2 separate regions of the Arachis hypogaea genome follow, and region 1 is linked to region 2. The links are chromatin contacts, called in public Hi-C maps. All regions are on one chromosome and are shown on one strand. The core of a region is the stretch at or near the end of the contact, and the rest is flanking DNA. Distances in the headings are between cores, read along the strand shown.

What was found. A called contact is a pair of places that touch in the nucleus more often than the background predicts.
Region 1: a Hi-C map of leaf shows a contact between it and region 2, with 3 times the contacts expected there. The contact joins the promoter of LOC112733112 here to the promoter of LOC112733109 in region 2. A contact is called at or near these places in 3 of 8 Hi-C or Micro-C datasets (all in leaf).

The regions. Positions count from the first base shown.
Region 1 is chr13:123,825,492-123,829,181 of arahy.Tifrunner.gnm2.J5K5, reverse strand. It overlaps LOC112733112 (zinc finger CCCH domain-containing protein 38), which reads left to right and starts at 2,335. Exons shown (of 5, transcript XM_029291697.2): 1 at 2,335-2,586.
Region 2 is chr13:123,649,668-123,653,502 of arahy.Tifrunner.gnm2.J5K5, reverse strand. It overlaps LOC112733109 (protein trichome berefringence-like 7), which reads left to right and starts at 2,171. Exons shown (of 5, transcript XM_025781983.3): 1 at 2,171-3,429. The coding sequence starts at 2,594.

The sequences.
Region 1 (3,690 bases), core at 1,086-3,585, 180 kb before region 2:
GTTTGTTGCTAATGATAGATTATCATAGTTATGCTTATTTATTATTCATAATGAATTAGATCTTCAGTTTGTTTTGTTGCACAGGAATTGTACTAGAAATAAAATTGAACCAACCATTTGTATTAATAACCTTGAAAAAACCATTTATATTCAGATACTGATGGAAATGAAAGTGACAACACAGCCTTCTACTTAGAGGGAATTACAACTACTGATGAAATGTGTTAATAAACAAACACAGAATACATATACTTATCCCTAAGCATACATACTGTATCCATTTTCTAATGTTCTTCAACTCTTGATTAATCCCATCAATTGTCTGCAACATCTTCATTTCTTCTTTTTACCTTCCAGTTGCTTTCTTCTGCATACCTCCATTTGCTTTCTTCACTCTGCTCCTGAATCCCGCAATCTCTTCCAGCATTAATAACTTCATTAGCTCAAATGAAATTTCTGTATTATGAATTCGACTACAATTTTAACCATTTTGCAGAAAATTAACATTTGTCATAAAAATAAAATCAGAATTCACATACCTCCCATAATGAACAACGAAGAAACAATCTTCTAGGGTTCCACTCTATAGCAGACTCAAGCACCACTGCGTCAAGTCCATGTAGGCACTTGCCATTGTTGTAGTCAAACTTCTTCTTCTTCCTATTTTTTGGCGCAGAAGATGAGCTACCGTAACTACTGGCACAAGTATGAGGTATATTCTTCTTTCATTGAGAGTGTGACATTTTTATACATTAGAGTTTACAAACCCTTGTTACAACAGAAAGGACGAAGATGTACAGAGAAAATTGAAGAGAGTGAAGAAAGAATTTTTTTTCCCGTGTTAGGGTTCATATGGTTCGAAGGAATTAGAGAAGGAAGAGGATGAACAGTGATTTAATTATTCCCTTTTCTTATATTTATTTCAACAAATTTCATAATGAATATTTCTATTTTTCACTGTGTCACCTCAAATTGGCCATATCATACAATACCGTGCCACCTGGCCTCTACCACCACCAGAAAAATTACTCAGACCACGGAAGGGTAGAATTGACAATGAAATTTTATATTCGTGTGTGCAAATGACTCATTAAAAAATTGAGGACTACATCTGTCTACCGTATAAAAATCCAGGTGTACTTTTGTCTATTTTTCTTATATATAAAATATAAAGTAGTTTTTAAATAAATTTTCAATGATATTTTGATATTTTATTAATATTAAAATATAAAATAATTTTTTAACTATTTTTAATATGTTTTTTAATTATATAAAGTATTTAAAATATTTTTTATTTTAATAAATAATAATATATATTATTTCTAAACTCATTTTAAAAATACATGTTAAGAATAAAATTAAACATACTGATATGTAATGGTATTTAGGTGTATTTTTAAATATATCCATTTTTTATTTTTTTATTAAAATACAATTGAATACGACAAACAAATATGTCATACAAAAATTGTATCTATCCAAAATATATCCAATATATAAAATATGACAACTCAACCAAATGGCCATGCTTCATTGATTCAACCTAGGGGTGTGCATGGGTCGGGTGAAACCGGGTTTGATGTGATCCAGACCCGACCCGAAATATATACCGGGCCTATTTATTAGACCCGAACCCGGCCCTAGATCTGATGAAACCTATACACTTTCGGGCCACGATTATACCGGGTAAAAACCGGGTGAAAATCGAGCCGTTAACATTACATTACCTTGATATCTTCTTATAAGCTAATATGTGAAAATATCTAAATTTTCAAGACTCCAACTATTATTTGACATGGTAAAATTCACTTAGAAAAATATAACAAGAACTAACTCTTCTCTAAAATTAAAGCGTAACCATAATCAATACTAATATTGTCTAATAACACCAAATATTTAAATCAATATAGATAACACAATATTATGCATTAGTCTAAAATCTTATGTATTTTAAACATAAAACATTAACTTATAGTCTTATAATAACTAATAACACAAAATATTAAGGTTTACAATACTTAAATTCCACATAAGAATAACCATCATCCATCACTAATAACACAAAATATTAATTGTGTATGATGACCGGGCCACCGGGCCGACTTCGGATGACCCGAGTCATGGCCCGGACTTGACCCAAAATAATGATCGAGTCTATTTTTGAGATTCTTATCCGATTCTAGACCCAATAAAATTACACCAAAATAGCCCCTAAAATGTTCGGAATCAAATCGAATATTTGGGTCGAGCCGGGGCATGCACACCCCAACGGCCCAACCTATGCACGAGTAGAGGATGACTGGGAGTGAAAATCACCAAAAGAAGCGAAATCCAATTGTGGGGGCCACCCATACCATAAGACAGTAGACTTGTTGAGTGTGGTTGTCGAAACGGCAATAGTTTCAGTGCGAGTCTCAGTTTCTCTGTTTCTGTTTCTTTTGCTTGCCTACTTGGCCACTCCCAAGTTCCGTTGGAAGCTTGCAGTTGGAATCAGATGAGCCCCTTTGCTGCGCTACTCTGCTTTCTCTCTGCAACCGCTAACACCTCTTCCGCTCTATAACTACTATCATTTATCATCACTCACTCGTCAGTACTCTTCATCTTCCGCTCTTCCTATTGTTCCTATTCCTATTCTAGGGTTTATTCTATTTTTTATTTTTTATTTTGATTTGGTTCTGCTTGTTTCCTTTTTTGATACTCAGTTCTGCCTATTTCTTATTCCTATGTCTTTAATGCCTTTTTAAACGCGAGAATGGCTAATTAGTGCCCTATGATTTTGAATTCGAAGCGATGCCATTGAATCAGGACCCTCTTTTGCTACTTATTCGTGATTATTTACAGCGCTTTTGTATGATATGATACTCTCATGATCTTCTTTACTATCCCTAATCCTACTGAGTTTCACTGTTTACAATGCTTAAATATTATTAAACTAAAATTAATGGAAGAAAACCTATAATAGCACTTCATATCCCCAAAAAAGGTCAAAACAAACAAGTCTTGGATCCGTATAAACCGTGCACCTAGCTGGTTGAGTAGATGATAAGAAATTGGAAATTGTTAGGTAGTGGAGTTGGCAGTCTTCTATAATGCTTTAGTTAGTTGTATGTATATGAGTAAGAGTAAGTGCTAATATTCAAGATACAATGTTTCTGCAGTATATATCAAATCTTCTTGTCATTAATGCCTGGAGGGTGTCACCAATTGCACTCAAAGTAGCTGGTGCAAAAATTGCAAATAATCTTTTCAATGCCATTTGATTCTTCCACAGGCTTTGGTGGATCTTTTTTAACACCTAAATTATGTTGGGTTGCTTTCCACTGGGGAATGAATAATGGACTACTTGGCTTTGTGATTGTGAGAGTAGCTGATTTCTTATTCTTTATTTATAGATTTTGTAAAGATAAAGATGCTGTACAAGATCCATCATGAATGTAGTTTTTTCATGGTTTTCTCAGAATAGGGTTGCTAAGTTTGTAGTCTGTTTGGAGATTCAAATTGGCAAGCACCTTCGTTACTCGTCGCTGAAGTTAAATTCACATCAATATTTAGAATATGGAATTGTATCATCTCGGTAGACGTATTGTTAGATAAATTAGTCATAGCACTATCCAGTTGTGAGAATGAGATTTTGGGCATTATTGAGATAAATTTACAATTACATCCGTTTGTGCGCCATTCTGAGGCATT
Region 2 (3,835 bases), core at 922-3,421:
GTCTCCTCGCCGTTTTCCATCCAGCTTCTGCCTCCATTAGTCTGCTTCCTCGCCTTTGCCTAGATCTTCGCTGGCGGTGATGCTGTTTTGTCCGAGGTCTATTACTATTTTGTTGTCTGGTTAACACTCAATTTTTCAAGAACATCATAATTCCAATTGTGTAATGATTTTTTTTTGTTAGATATAATGGATTAATTTTAGCTCACTTCATTATTATTTTTTTAAGCATAAACGGTCTGAGCTCAATTGTGTTTGTCCAAAAAATTATTTTTTATAAAAGTAAAAAAAACGCTTAAAATAATCAAATTATTCACAAATTTGGTTTTTTCATAATAATCGGTTTGAATGAACCATAATATAAGTGAGGACACTTGTCAAATTCTCATGCATAATCTTTAAAAAAAATTATTTTGAGTGTATGTATGTAAGTGGTCTCCTTTTTAAAATATATACTAATAAATCAACTTGCGTGGCTTCCCAATTCTATCCGCAACCAGTTAAGTTGGATGTCTCCAAATAGAGTTAATATTACCATATCTAACTATAATTGATAGTGTTATATTATGACTTTGTAGAATTGTATGTTAACGGTCAAAATAATGTTTAAAAAATTTATGCATAAATTATACAACAATATTATATGGTCGATATAATTTATTATTTTTTACCAACAATTAGCTGACAATGTTTAAAAGTATTTGCTAAAAATATGGTACTGAATTGTTGGACTAAGAATGTTAAATTGCTAACTAAAATATTAGCGAATATAAATTAAAATTGTTGGATCTTAATTTTTTTTTCTAAATTAAATGAGTTCTTTTAAACAATAATATCATTTTAATTATTTTGTGATACAACATCATTTAACTTAATATACTAATTTAATTTATTATTATATTTTTTAGAATCAATTTAAATATTTGATTTTTTAAAATTGACTCAGTTTTTTTAAGTATCATTTTCCCCCTAATTTGTTGAATATATCTTGGATTAAAAAAAAAAAAAAAACGAAAAGAAGGAACATTAACTCTTCCTAATTGATAACACTAATGCAAAAAAATCGAAAATGATTATCATTTGGAATAAATTACTTGTCATAGTTCAAATCTATCTGGACATCTCGCTTTACACAAGAAAGTCAGCTACATTATTTGTCTTTCTTTGTATCAGAATAAATCAGACCATCAAAGATTTGTGAAGTTTATTTCTTGTAAAAAATTCTCCTGATTATATCTCTTCATGCATAATCTAATGATACTTTTTTTATTTTTACCCATGCGTGTTGCTTTTGTACAAATCTAATTCACACTTAATTTTTCTGAATTTTATTCCCCAAGCCAGAATAATTCTTGTCAAATCGCGCAGAATTTCGACTAAAACACTTAAATTAAAGATCTTTTCACAACATTCTCTAATCCAATTTTTAGAATCATCTTTTAAAACACAATCAAATCGCACTCTAGTGTCACGGTAAAAGCTTCCAAATTGAATTCAACATATCTTTTTCTAGACAAGTAAAATGTTTCCTCAATGTGTAAGTGTATGCAACAAGTAAAATAAAAAGGAATTTCCATTAGTTTTAATTGGAAAAGGAAAGGGTAATCACTAATAAGATCGAAAAACAAATTAGTCGAACAAGAGAAGGATCATGTCATATCTAGACACTCGACTAGATCGTACACGTGCATCATAAACGACACGTAGACAGACAAAAATGGAAGATATAAATCATTTGTTTAGTTAACATAATTGCGAAATCCAAGCACTAAGATTGTGATGCATATAGAGAATCTCAGTAAAATAAGACATGATATTAAAAATAAAACATAAAAAATAAAAATATAAAAATAAATATTTTATATTTTATTTAATAATAAATTAAATATAAAATAAAATAAATATTAAAATATTTAATTTTTTTTTTGCATAATATTTGTATTTATATTTTATTTATTAAATATAATTCTATATTTTTGTATTTATATTTAGGTGCTCAGTATTTGGCAGTTTAACTGCAATTAAAAATCCTTTTATTAAATGTATTTGTTAAGAATTTCATGAGTGAAAAATTTTAATAATAAACACTGTATTTCATTATCTTAATACATTATTTAACGAAGTTTAATTAAGAATTTATAAATATAAATAACATGATAATAAAAAGAAAAACAAAGATTTCTTAGAATTGAAGGTGTTGTTGCAGATGCGTGTGTTTAGTAATTGTCTGATGGCACACAGATATCTGTCTTAATCTTAACAACTCGGAATCAGTTGTCTCCCTCCGCGTTCTTCTATTCTGTTGTTCTTTCAGTTTATCTATTTGATTTAGAGCTCCAACTTCTAACCACTACCACCGATTCCCACAAAGATTTTAACTGTTCCAATTTTCTGCATCTGGGTGTCTTTCGCTCTCCCAAAGATCGAATCTTTCCTGTCTGGGTCCTCTGGATTTGCAATCTTTCTTTTCAAGGTTGAACTTTGCTGGTTATTCAGATTTTCACAAGGGTCAGTGGGGTTAGCTTTGTTGCGATGCTAGTTTCCTTTGACGAGCTGATTGCGTAAGCGGTAATGGCTGTGGAGTTAGAGTGTGACAATGAGTGTGTTGAATAGGAGCATTTCATTGAACAGGAATGGATCATTCAATCGAAGGGGCTTCAGTGTTGGCCTTGGAAGCCCCAAGGTCGCCAATCACGTTCGATTTGGATGGGTCTCTTTGAGAATTCAGGTTCTTGTTATCATTGCCTCTGTCATTTCCTTCTTTGTAGCAATTGGTTGTGGCTACATTTATGTGCTTCCTAGCGTTAGCCATGCTCTCTTAAATGCCCAAGGTCTCTTATCTGACCACAACGATAACGAATTACTCACAAGCTGTGATGTCTTTGATGGAAGCTGGGTTCAGGTCCAAGGGTACCCTTTATACAATGCCACTGAGTGTCCCTTTGTGGAAAAAGGATTCAATTGTTTGGGGAATGGAAGGGTTGACACGGATTATCTCAGCTGGCGGTGGAAACCAAAGGGTTGTAACATTCCAACGTTTGATGTGCGTAGCGTTTTGGAAATGCTGAGGAGCAAAAGGGTTGTTTTTGTTGGTGATTCAATGAGTAGAACACAGTGGGAGTCTATGATTTGTATGCTTATGGCTGGTGTTGAGGATAAGAGTGGTGTTTATGAAGTCAATCAAAATAACATAACAAAGCGAATTAGGTTCTTGGGGGTTAGGTTCAGTGCCTTCAACTTCACCATTGAGTTTTTCCGGTCGGTTTTTCTTGTGCAGCAGGGTAATTTGCCCAGATATATGCAAAGGCCAAGGAGGGTGAAATCCACACTTATGCTGGACAAGTTAGATGATATAAGTGACCAGTGGGTTAATTCAGATGTTCTGATATTCAACACTGGCCATTGGTGGGTGCCATCTAAGCTTTTTGACATGTAAGCTCTCATTTTTTAATTGACATTTTAGGAGCATATTTAGTATACTTGATTCCAATGATATTGACAATGCTTATCTATCAATATGTTTTAATTGAAGCTACCTAGAAAACTGCTGAACAAATGGAAAATTTTCATGACAGTTCACCTAAGTTCTAAATTGTGAATGTAACATGTAAAATTTGCTATGAATTGCTGTGGTGAATGTAACATGTAGAAGATGATGCTATGAAAAGAAGTGGTGGGTATACTTTTCATCCTGAAAGTATGAATAGTAAGACTGGTTTTAATTAGCTATCATTTTGTTATCTTGTAGCACTTGAAGCAGAACGAGATCTATATAATAAGTTCATTTTTCATTAGCCTTTTATTCCAATTGCATTTTGAATTCCCAAATGATAGGCAT